Linked DNA regions of Danio rerio: region 1 is linked to region 2. The links are chromatin contacts, called in public Micro-C maps. All regions are on one chromosome and are shown on one strand. The core of a region is the stretch at or near the end of the contact, and the rest is flanking DNA. Distances in the headings are between cores, read along the strand shown.

Evidence for each region. A called contact is a pair of places that touch in the nucleus more often than the background predicts.
Region 1: a Micro-C map of caudal fin shows a contact between it and region 2, with 3 times the contacts expected there. The contact joins the promoter of casp2 here to the promoter of zyx in region 2. A contact is called at or near these places in 3 of 18 Hi-C or Micro-C datasets (caudal fin, hematopoietic stem cells and an unstated tissue).

What each region holds. Positions count from the first base shown.
Region 1 is chr16:17,654,940-17,660,995 of GRCz12tu, forward strand. casp2 (caspase 2, apoptosis-related cysteine peptidase) reads right to left here and starts at 3,006. Exons shown (of 10, transcript NM_001042695.1): 1 at 2,854-3,006. The coding sequence starts at 3,006. m6pr (mannose-6-phosphate receptor (cation dependent)) reads right to left here. Exons shown (of 7, transcript NM_213205.1): 7 at 5,730-6,056.
Region 2 is chr16:17,423,690-17,429,704 of GRCz12tu, forward strand. zyx (zyxin) reads right to left here and starts at 1,883. Exons shown (of 10, transcript NM_001109824.2): 1 at 1,665-1,883.

The DNA of each region.
Region 1 (6,056 bases), core at 1,756-4,255, 230 kb after region 2:
AGGCTTTAACATAAAAAAATGTGGAAAAAGTAAAGCGCTATGAATACTTTCCAGATGCACTGTATACTAGGGTTAAACAATGAAACTGAAATGCCTGGTTTTAGACCACAATAGTAATAGTACTCATTAGTATGGTGTAGGGCCTTCTTTTGCAGCCAATTCATGACAGCATCAATTCATCTTAGGTATGATAGAGACAAGTCCTCCACAGTTGCCAAATGGCTTTTGAGGAATTCTTCTTGCAGAATAGTATCCAGGTCAATACATGATGCTGGAGGAAAACGTTTCTTGACTCACTCCTCCAAAACACACCAAAATGGCTCAATAACATTTAGTCTAGTGGCAGCATATATTTGAGGGCGTGCAAGAAGTTTTGTGCACGAACAGAGAAAATCACCACACAAGCAAAGAAATTCACATGCTTGTATTACATGAATGCTATCTCAACTTGTGATACTGTGCTCACAACATTTGTCATTGAAATAACTCCATAGGTAGTTGGTAGATCTGTGTAAAAAAAAAAAAAAGGCCTGATGCCACAGCTGGAAAGGATCCTAGAGGAAACACTGCACTGTTCTGCAGAGTGGTTCGGTACTCCTTGGCAATGACACACCTACCACAAGTATTGGGTCAAGGAAATGCCACGATATTGCAACTCAAACCATCACTGATCTACCACCATGATTTACTCTGGACATGCAACATTCTGGGTGATACACTTCTTTGGGGGTCCTCCACACTGTAACTCTCTCAGATGTGAGACTCATCAAAAAACAATACATGTTTCTTATTGTCCACAGCCCAAGATATCCGCTGCTAGCACCATTGAAACTGACAATTAGCATTGGCACAAGTGATCAAAGGTTTAGCTATAACAACCCAGCCATGTTATTAATTTGGAAACAATGTTCTGTTGTTTGGGTTGCTGTTGTTTCTGCATGTAAAAAAATAAACCCCTCAAAGATATTTCCAAGGGTCAAAGAAAGTTAACAATGGGTTAACAAGTGCTTTTTAGCAAGAAAGTGAACTGAAACTAGAGTTTCCACTTTTCTGAGGTTGGGGCTTGAGTCCTCAGTAACTACGGTCCAATCCCAATTATATTTTTGTACACCTACCCCTTCACCGCCCTTAAACCGAGGGTGAAGTGGGAGGGATTGAAAATTAACCTTTTAGTTTTGAAACGGCGTTTTACAATGAAAACGATCCACGTCCACACTCGCGTTTGACCCAGTGTTTCTGAACTGCTCTCCGTCCACACCAAAACGCTGAAAACGCACATCACGTGACCACATAAACACTCTTTGGCAAGCACTGCAGCCCATCTACCCAGATGAGAGCTCTGCTAGTCGGACTTCATCAAGCATCTCCCGCTGGATCTAATCTCACTATATTTATTAAACGGGATATTCATTCATCTTGTTGTCTTTATCTAACGACATATTCCCTGACTTTGGTCATTGGAATCTATTACTTGTTCTAAGGTAACGTGTTTTGGCTGAGCGCAAGATAAGTTAATGATTAATGTAAGCACGTACATTCTGTATATTGACTGATCGCTTGCCTTTATTTCCTATAATGTATAAACTTATTGCATGTTATACTTTTATAATGGCCATTATCGATTATTAAAACTGATAATCAGCAAAATAGAGGGTATGTTTCGTATTTTCACTGAAATTGAAAGGAGGCAGTTGTTATCGGCTCCATTTTGTTATAAATATCCACACAGTGAAGATGACGCTCATATATGCAGCACGGCGCCTCAACATTTCTGCTGTCTGTTTAGTTTTTAATATTTAAATGAAAATAGGCAGTTCCTTATATCATGTTTACATTTTATTGTTGAGAAAGTGAAACAACGTAGCCAGGATGATGTGAATGAATTTATAAAGTACACGGTTCCCTTTGAAGATTTACCCGTGTCCTCGGTATAGTCTGTTTTCCATATAAACTGAGAAGAAGAGACTGCAGCCTCCAGCTGTTGCCGAGATTTCAAAATGCAGAGATGGTGTACACATCACTTTAATATCATTCAGTAAGTTTAATTAAAAGCAATTTAGCATCAAACAACATCACAATCTCTTTAAGAGTTATATGCTCAAGTGTCCTCCTAGGCTTCAGTACATAGAACCAGTTAAACACCGTGGGGACGCTTTCCTGCTTTAGCCTATGTAACCCGGTAAGCAATAAAACACTGCAGTCCTCTATAGGTTGCAACTTTAAGGGCATCACTGCTTAAAACATATACTGGATAAGTTGGCGGTTAATTCTGCTGTGACGACCCCAGATTAATAAAGGGAATAAGCCAAAAAGAAAATGAAAGAATATATGAATTAAATAATTTTTATTTTTTATTGTTTTTAAGCATTTTAAGGCCAATAATATTAACAGGACTAAAAATTCTGACTTCAACTGTATGCATGTATGCTCATTTACAGTATGTTAAACGTACTTGTAATGAAGTAATGAGTGCTCTTTTAACCTCCATAACCAGCAAGTTCTGAAAAGGAACCAAAAACTGTGAAAACATTCCATGCGAGTTCAGAGGTTCAACTTTAATCATTCAAAGCTCTAATAACACTTTTTTGTGCCAAAAACACAAAAGTTTTTTTAAAGCTTTTTGTTTTCTTGAAGCTTTGTATGATTACAATTGAACCACTAAGGTCACATGAAATGTTTGACATTTTTTAAGTCTTTTTCTGTTCTTGCTGTTTATGTAGAGTCAGCTGAACTCTTGCATTTCATCTAAAACATCTTAATTTTTGTTTCAAATATAACATGCCACAAGGGATTTGAACGACAAGGGTGAGTAATTATTAATACAATTTTCTTGTTTTTATGAACGACACATACCATAATGCTCTCTGCCATGCTGTCTGTAAGGATCCCATCTTGTTGAAGACACTGGATCAGTAGATCATCCACCACTAAATCCTGCAGCATCTTGACAGAGTTCCTCCTGAGTGCAAGTCTCTCCCATTTTGTCATCCCGCACTCTCCCAACATGATGAACTGCTGATTGTATTGATTTATTATTAACAAAATAAAATACATTTTTAAAAAAAGTTACTAAAACAATTATACCAGTTGTTTGATTATAATAGTTAAAATACTGTGTTATTTGTCATTTACTTTTGTTTCTACAAAAATGCAAAACTGGAAGTGACAGTTTTAATACTAACAATAATAAGACTGTATTGTAATGTAACGTCCGTGATGTCAAATCATTCACCAAGATTGCATATTTGCACATAGAAGTGGTCTACGTTACGTGCCTTCACGCAGAGTACCACAAGTTACAAAGTAACGTAATGTAATACATGATTCACTTTACCTGTTGTGTAACAGTCCTCTCCGTGTGAAGATTACAGTAAATGACACAATCGGGACGATGTGTGTAGGCTGATGTGATGCTGATTTGACGGAAATCCAAAATGACGAATGGCAGCTCGCACTCCAACTAGCTTAGCATGCTAATCAAAACAACAACAAAAAAAACTATTATTAAAGACTTCTGGCACTAATTTAAGTATAAAATCACGGTAGTTGGTAATCTGCAGTTTAAGTCGTTGTTGCACTTTTCCAGGTCTGCTTGTCAAGCTGGCGATTTTTAAAAATAAGCAAACTAAAAATTAACAACGAGAAAACTGTCAGGTGCTAGCACTTTATATTAGCTTTGTTCTTTCCCTCGCTGAATTCATTCTTTTAAATTTAGTTTTGTCTTTCGTCTTCGCTCGGCCTACACGCAGAATGACAAAGTTTCAAGCTGAAAATTCTAAACTGAAACACGCATTTTTAAAATAGCTGACAGAACGCCGATTTCTCCCTGTACAAACTTCCGCGGGTGAGGATCGAGGCAACCAACAGGCTTTGAGTGTGTAAATAATTGACGTGAGAAACAGCCTATTACAGCCTCGTCCGCCCACAAAAGATGTGGAAGTTTTGTTTCGTCCAGTTATTTCAAACTTGAAAATTGAGTAACATCACACATTGTTCAAAATTAACATTAAATCAGATTTTGAGATTTTAATCGTTGAGCAGTTGTTTTTTATTTTGAACCCAATAATAAAACATTACTTTTAATATTTGCATCTGAAAGCAAAGTATTTACATTATTACATTTGAGCAAATGTGAGGTCCATGTGAAGGGGATTCGAATTAGCAGAACGAGAAATTATTAATTTTTAAAAATCACAAGGGATTTGTTTTGATGAGAGAAGAATGTTCTAGTCGTGCATGATCAAATTGAAAATGTTACTAATAAAATCTATTCCACTAAAGCTACTGAAGTACAGATCCTAAAGAAGGATTTTCCAGAATAGCTGCCAGTTTAACTGTTCAGAACAAACACTCACGGGCAGATATCACAAAACATAAAAACTGTTGAGGATCATCATTTATTCATTCGTTCATTTACTTTTCGGCTTAGTCCCTTTATTAGACATGGGTCGCCACAGTGGAATGAACCGGCAACTTATTCAGCATATTTTATGCAGTGGATGCCCTTCCGGCTGCAAACCATTATTGGGAAACACCCATACACTCTTGCATTCACATGTACACTACGACTAATTTATTCATAAATTTTTTTCAGCTTAGGCCCTTTGTTAATTAGGGGTCACTACAGCGGAATGAACCGCCAACTTATCAAGCATTTGTTTAACGCAGCGGATGCCCTTTCATACAACCCAACACTGGGAAACACCTATACATACTCATTCACAGACTATGATCAACTTAGCTTATTCAATTTACCTATAGCGCATGTCTTTGGACTGTGGGGAAATATATAAATAAAAAAATTATAATCAATAAATAAATAAAATATAGATATGTGAATTTAATTAAACAGCATATGACTATGATAATAAAGACCATATTTATTTTAAAATGTGATTTGAAATTGAAAGCTGCATAGCATTCATTAATATCAAAAATCCATTTCCAGGGCCCTTTTAAAGTCATAACTAATCTCTGAATAAGACTTATTATTTTTTTAGAATTTATTTTATCCCTGACCTTAAACTAAACTTGCTGCAGTCTGTAAAATAATAGCATATGTTTTAATGAATTTAGGCTTCCATACAGTTTTATAGCTTTTGTATTTATTTATTTTGACATTAGTTTTAGAATTTTTTTAATAAGTCTATGTTCTGTGACCAATGTTACTGTTTGTATTCAAACATTCTTGACAATAACAAAAAAATTCTTTTTTAAATTGCTACTAATAAATCACATCTTAAAAATGTGTAGTAATTACAATTACAAATAATAATGCAAATTAGCAATATTATAGGACTCTCGACTGTTAAAACTTCAAACTACATACACAAATCGGTAATCAAACAGTTTATTTATAATACTTCCTTTTAATAACAAAGCACACAAAATATATTTCACACTAAATTAAAAAAAAAAATGAAAACGGCAAAGAACAGAAAAACTCACCTATTTTCCCAGCCCTGTTTCTCATTAAAAGCCAAATGCATACCTTTCTGCTAATAATATGGTCTCTTTAATTAAAGTATGATACTTTGGAAGTGCTTTTAAGGAGCCTCTAACTCACTTGTATACAGTACTCAAACTAAAACTTCTATGAAACACCAAGTATGGGTTAGCCTTATATTTATTAACTTTTTCTGATGTTGTAAGGCTTTTTGTGTTTACCTCAAATTTAAGAATATCATTCATGGTGTCAGTTCCACATAAATGACATATTTAAGTTGTTGTTTTTTTCGAGAATAGTACAATGTACAAATCATCCTAAAATCAAGTTGACAGCTTCAGTGCATTGGAACACACAACAATTAAAACCATAAAAACAGATTCCACAACCATTTGTCAATATCAACAAGGCAAACTTCAGAAAACTAACTAAACAAAAACAATTCCTTTTACATTTCATTCCTGTTATTTCAAAGACTGTATATCTGTTATAAGTTATGTAGCAAAATTGTTATGAAGCTCAATTTTCTTTTGATTATACTTATTAACAGCATTTATGATAGAAATTTATTATTGATAACATCATTCAGAAACATTTTATAAAGAGTGTA
Region 2 (6,015 bases), core at 633-3,132:
TGCACAGTAATACCGGATACCGAGGTAAAATAGGGAGGAGGTTTGACAGTATCAAAATTTGACTACCACCCAAGCCTAGACAGTCCTGTGAATTTTGGTTCTGACCACAGTTGTTCCCAAGCGCTTGTTTTTGATTATTGATATACGTTTTTCTCCTTAAAAAAAAATGGAATCTCACTAACTATAATGACAGTATTGCTGCTTTAGAACATTTCAGATATATTCAATGTAGAATATGTGAACATTTCAATGTAGTGAATTTTGAAGCTCTCTCCGGCTTAGCTATGAAGACAGCGTTGTCGTCAGGGCGGCAAGAGCGAACTTTGCCTCTCACACTGCCTTCGTTGTGAACACAGTAACACACTTACTACTCTTAAGTACCTTTAGAAGGACTTTTACTCAGTAAAGTGAATAGTAATCAGAACAGATATTTTACTCGCACAAATTTTTTGGCAATCAATGGTACTTTTACCTGACTATACATTCCACCACCTATCTATATATGAACAAGCCATTTAATACAATAATAAGTATTATTAATACTTTAAAACAAACATTAAATAGCAATCCACAATCATGTACAACAGGTATAAGAGATAACATTTTCCTGTGTAGAATTTGTTAACAGGTCATGTGGATGCACTTTGAAGACCAATAAAACGTTTAGAAAGCACTTTGAAGACCAACAGTTGTTTAGAAAGCATGAGCAGTGGTTCAAAAATCACTACAGTGTTGTTGTCAAACTTTTTGTCCTAATGTGACCTGCTGCCTACCAATTTGCTAATACATAAATGTCCTTCCAAAAAAAAAAATAATAATAATTATATATATATATATATATATATATATATATATATATATATATATATATATATATATATATATATATATATATATAATTGAAAGGGGAACAATTATTTAAACAGCATAAGTAAATGTTGGAGCTCACTGTATTTCCCATTAGAGTACGATAGACGCATTCACCACACATGCTTATTAAACTGGAAAATCCTAAAACACACTTGCGTTGCCTAAAGGCCAGTAAATCCCATAGTCATTCTTACAGGCACTCCACCCAGAAAACTTATTCGTTCATTCACAACACCATCCTCGCTTTAAATTTTGAAATGATGTAATTGTGGTCTTGTTCTTTAGACTCGGAAACTTGTGTAAGTTCGCTGTTCCTGATCGTTTTTAATCAGACATAACAGCAGTGCGAGCAAAGGAAAACAAGATGCTTTCACCTTATATGGACATCTGACTGGAAAACCAGTGAAATACAGCTCTATATTTGAATTCAATAAAAGAAAACCAATTGTGTTAAATGACAAACACACTCATGAATCTTTACATATAACGTTAACGTCACATCTATGAATAATATTACACAATTAACAATTTTAACCCACGCGCCCCACCCCTCACCTTTTATATAAACATTTTAGATCATATTATTTCACTTATATCAGTGCTATAATGAAGACACTATGCGTTTGCATTTTAAATACAAAACACCACGACTTACAATTGTGCTATTTAACTTAATCGATTTCTAACGTTACAAACCACCCCGAATGTGTTTGAGGTTTTGATGCGAATGCAGATAGCAGTGTGTGAAAACCAACAAACGTCAGAAAAAAAAAAGATGTGGAAAAGACACTTACTGTTCGTTTTCTTCGTAAAAGATGCTGTTAAGCAGTAGATACAGATTGTCTAATGCAGAAACCGCCTCTGATTTCAACCCTTACGGGGCTTTTATGGACAAATATCCTTCTTTGTGAATATCCTTTCTTAATTTATACCACTTTATATTGCTGTATAGGCGTTAAGCACCATGCTGTTAAAACTAGGAAGCTCTAGAGGGGACGTCAACCAGTGAATCTGCTCCGCTCACATAAACTTTTTCCTAATGTACCGACTCTAGACACACTTCCGGTTGACGCTTCCGCATTCCGCATGACCGCTGGAGGTGGGACAAAAACTGAAGCCAATGGTAACTACTGTTAAAAGAGATCTGCACAATATGTATGTATGAATTTGCTGCGATTAATTAATGAATTTATTTATTTATAAAGAGAAAACATAATTGGTTAAATAAATTATTCTGGTCATCAAACATAATTTAAAATAGGAAATAATCTTTATAAACTGCTCTTTTAATTCTGTTATAATAGCAGGGTTTTCAAAATTTTGTAAGATATAGGGTGTTCTGTTTTTTCTATATAGTTCATATACTTTCATATATATATATATATATATATATATATATATATATATATATATATATATATATATATATATATATATATATATATATTTATAAGTATACTGTTTGGATTTTGTGCCAATTTGTTACTTCAGTAGTTATGCACAAAAGCCACGGCAAAGTAGCTAATTAAATAAAAATATAGCAATCAGCTTTGACTTATACCTGTCTCCTTGTCGTGTTTTAGTAAACCTCTCTTTCTGTGAACCAAAAAACTATTTTGTTTTTAATGAAACTGTTGGACTGTTCTACCTCCTCTACTCATGTTTCTTACAGCCCTCCCACTACATGTCTCTTGGAATGACATCATCCCTCCATCTAAACAAGTTCTTTCTTGTTTGGCTTTTTGTCTAAACCTGAATTCATGTTGACATTATTTATAATAGGCATATGCTGTACCCACCATAAGGGACTCTGGACTGGCCATATCATTATTACAATGCTTCCATTTTCAAGTTTCTTAAATTAAGGGTAAAAACAAAGTTTGAAAAGGCTGAGTGACCATATACAGTTTTTGAACACATCAACACATTTCATACATGTTTCATAATCTAGCAACAGTCCCTATAAGGGACTCCCGCTAGGCACAATTGCCTCGATCCGTGCTAAAGCGAGGTTGGCCTGCCTCCCCCTCCTTAGACAGCCTGCCTTACACTGCATCTTTACCTACTGAACCTAAGCATGCTTACTTTATCAATGATGCAACTGTTCAGCTTAACAGGAAGAGAAGTGCTCTCGCCCAGTATATATGCTTTAGTTATTTCGTTTTAGTCGTTTAGGATGCAGTAACAAAGTCACATATTTTGCAGAACAAATCCACAACTATTGATTCTCATAAATTATCATAAAGTCCTCGTGCTGCAGGTATTAGGAGATTTGCTGAGGGTGCAACTGATGTTCAGCAAGGGGTTTGCGTTTTTAATAAACTATGACAGTTCACGTTCTTTGAAAAGTAAGAATGATTAATAAATCCATGTAAAACAGTCCCTTTAAAAGTGATGTCGTGTCTTCAGTTTCGGGCTAAGGCGCATTTTGCATTTAAACTACATGCATACTGCACAAAAGCCCAACTGAACCACGCTCTGGCACACCTCTTCCAACCAAGCCAGGGTCGGTTAACTAAACCTCACATGAGCCTGATTCCGAGCACTTACACATGTCAAATGAACCTGGAAACGTGCCTGGGCACAGTTCGGATAGCATAATGTGACTGATCCCATAAGAAGTGCCACCAAAGTGTGCCACATCTTTACATTGTTTGATATTTGCCTTTGAAATCTTTCTGTGATCAATTGTACTGGATGCATACTGTATGGGCCAGCTTTGTTACTGGACTCTCTGGTGTATTCAAGTGGCTAATGTTATTGTTTTAGATGTTGTTCTGACCCCTGTAGAATGAGAAACAAATGGGTCCTGTTTGACAAATCCTTCTGTTAAGGTCTGAAGATATGGAACAATTTCAGTTGCAGTGTTGTACCAATTGCCCATTGACATTCTTCACATTAGCTTATTTGTTTGTGCATTTGTCTACAATTTAAACACAGCCATGAATTAGAGACATTGTAAAAACGTAATTCTCTAGAAATCACAAATTTAGAAAGACCAACATCTTTGCCTGAAAGGTACATTAATATATCCGTTATTTGGACAAACGGTAGGTTTTTAGTAGCTTTATTGGATCAGCAAATATCCTAATTTACTTTTCATATAATATTATATTGTTTTTTTCTTTAAAATTGTTCATTTACTGTTAGCATAATTAAAAGTGAGAAAATCTAGTTTTAATCTGCTTTATTGAAAGTATGCTGTTTGTGTTACTTGCTATGCACAAAAGCCATTAAAAAGTAATTTACAAACCAAATAAGCAATCAAGTGCAGCTTTAACTTACCTATAAGCCCGTCTCCTTCTCCTTTTTTGTTTCTCTCTGAGCCTCCCTTTTTTGTATCTCCCTCTCTGTGCCCCTGAAAAACAGTTTTCGATGATAACTTTTCTTTTAGATGCACAGCTGTTGGACCCTCCCCCTACAATACTTGTCTCTCTTAAAAGACTGACACCCTCCCTTCGTCTAAACAAGTTCTCTCTCGTTTGTCTTTTGCACAGGTCATGCGTATTACAAACCAAACACCTCTCTGTCTCTCCCCCAGTCTCGCCCCATTTGGATTCTTTAAGCATTCCTCATTCTATGACATCAACCCTGCCTGCCTTTCCTTGTAAGGCCAGAGTGGGTGAGTAAGTGATTGAGAAAGGCAGCCAGAGAGAGAGGGAGGTAAGAGAGAAAGAGAGAGAGAGAGATAACGGAGGTTGGGGGTTTTATTAGAGACAGACACATAGTAGGACACAGAAGAAAAGAGACAGGAACACACAGTGCTCAGTGAGACGATCAGTCTAACTCAAAACCTGAGTCTCGATCAAAAACAACATTCAAAGTCATCTCAGTTTTAATAGTCGTGGTCAACCTCTGTTTTGCTGCAAATATTATTTTCCACTGCTGGTTTCAATTAAATTTGAAGCAAGCGGGGTCATTTGCAAGGCATTGAATAAACAGTTCAGCTAAAAAAGTGAGTGTTCAATTATTTTTATATATTATTCGGCAACACCAAGGCTCCAAAAGTACAAATTTATTACATTAAAAAGGCTGACACAGAGCATGTAACGTTTCGAGCCACCCGGCTCTTCATCAGACAATGTTCATCACAATCAGGTGCTCCTTTTTGTACACTTCCGGATCACATGATCTCCTCTCACATAAATGCCCAGAATGCCCAGAAATGCACAGAATGCAGGTTTCTGATGTTAAAGAGTGCGAATCTGCACGATCGAGCAGTTCTAGAAATGTGGTCAGAGAAGTTTAGTTGGTCATCAATCGTTACTCCAAGGCTTTTCACCATTTTAGATGCCGTAATGGTTGCCCCATCCATCTGGATTGAAAAGTTATGGTGTAGAGTCGAGTTGGCAGAAACTACAAGCATTTCCGTTTTTGTGAGGTTTAGCTGAAGATGATGATCTATCATCCAGTGTGAAATATCCAACAGGCAGGCTGAGATGCGAGCTGGAACCGAGGGATCATCAGGATGAAAAGAGAGGTATAGCTGGGTATCATCAGCATAGCAGTGGTAGGAGAATCCATGTCTCTGGATGACTGGTCCTAGAGATGATGTGTAGATGGAAAAGAGAAGTGGCCCAAGAACAGAGCCTTGAGGTACCCCAGTGTTTAGATGCTGTAGGTTGGACACCTCTCCCCTCCAAGACACCCTGAATGACCTGTCAGAGAGGTAAGATCTGAACCATTGTATAACAGTGCCCGCAACGCCCAGTGACTCGAGCGTCATTTTCTCAACATGCTGAAAAATGACAACACAGCTGTCAGAGAGTTATCACCCAAGTCACTAATTTTATATCTACAGTGGCATAATTTCCTGGCCACTTGATACAATGAACCTAAGTTTTTTGTGTTCAGATTAATTCTGAAATGTAAACCGTATTTGACACACACTCTGATTGGCTGGATCTAAATGAGCTCTCCTGGCAGAGGTTTGATGGAGCGACAGCAGTTCTAAATGAGGAGATTATAACAGACCCGCATATATTTGCAATAGCAGTAGTCAATATAGAAGGCACACCTTGCCAGCTATAATTACTATAATTCAACTATAATTTATAATTAAGTTCTCCCTTAAATCTAATATGAATTGGCAAATATTGAGCAGTTTTGGTGTACTGTCTTTAAGGAAGGGCTCTGAGCTCAGAA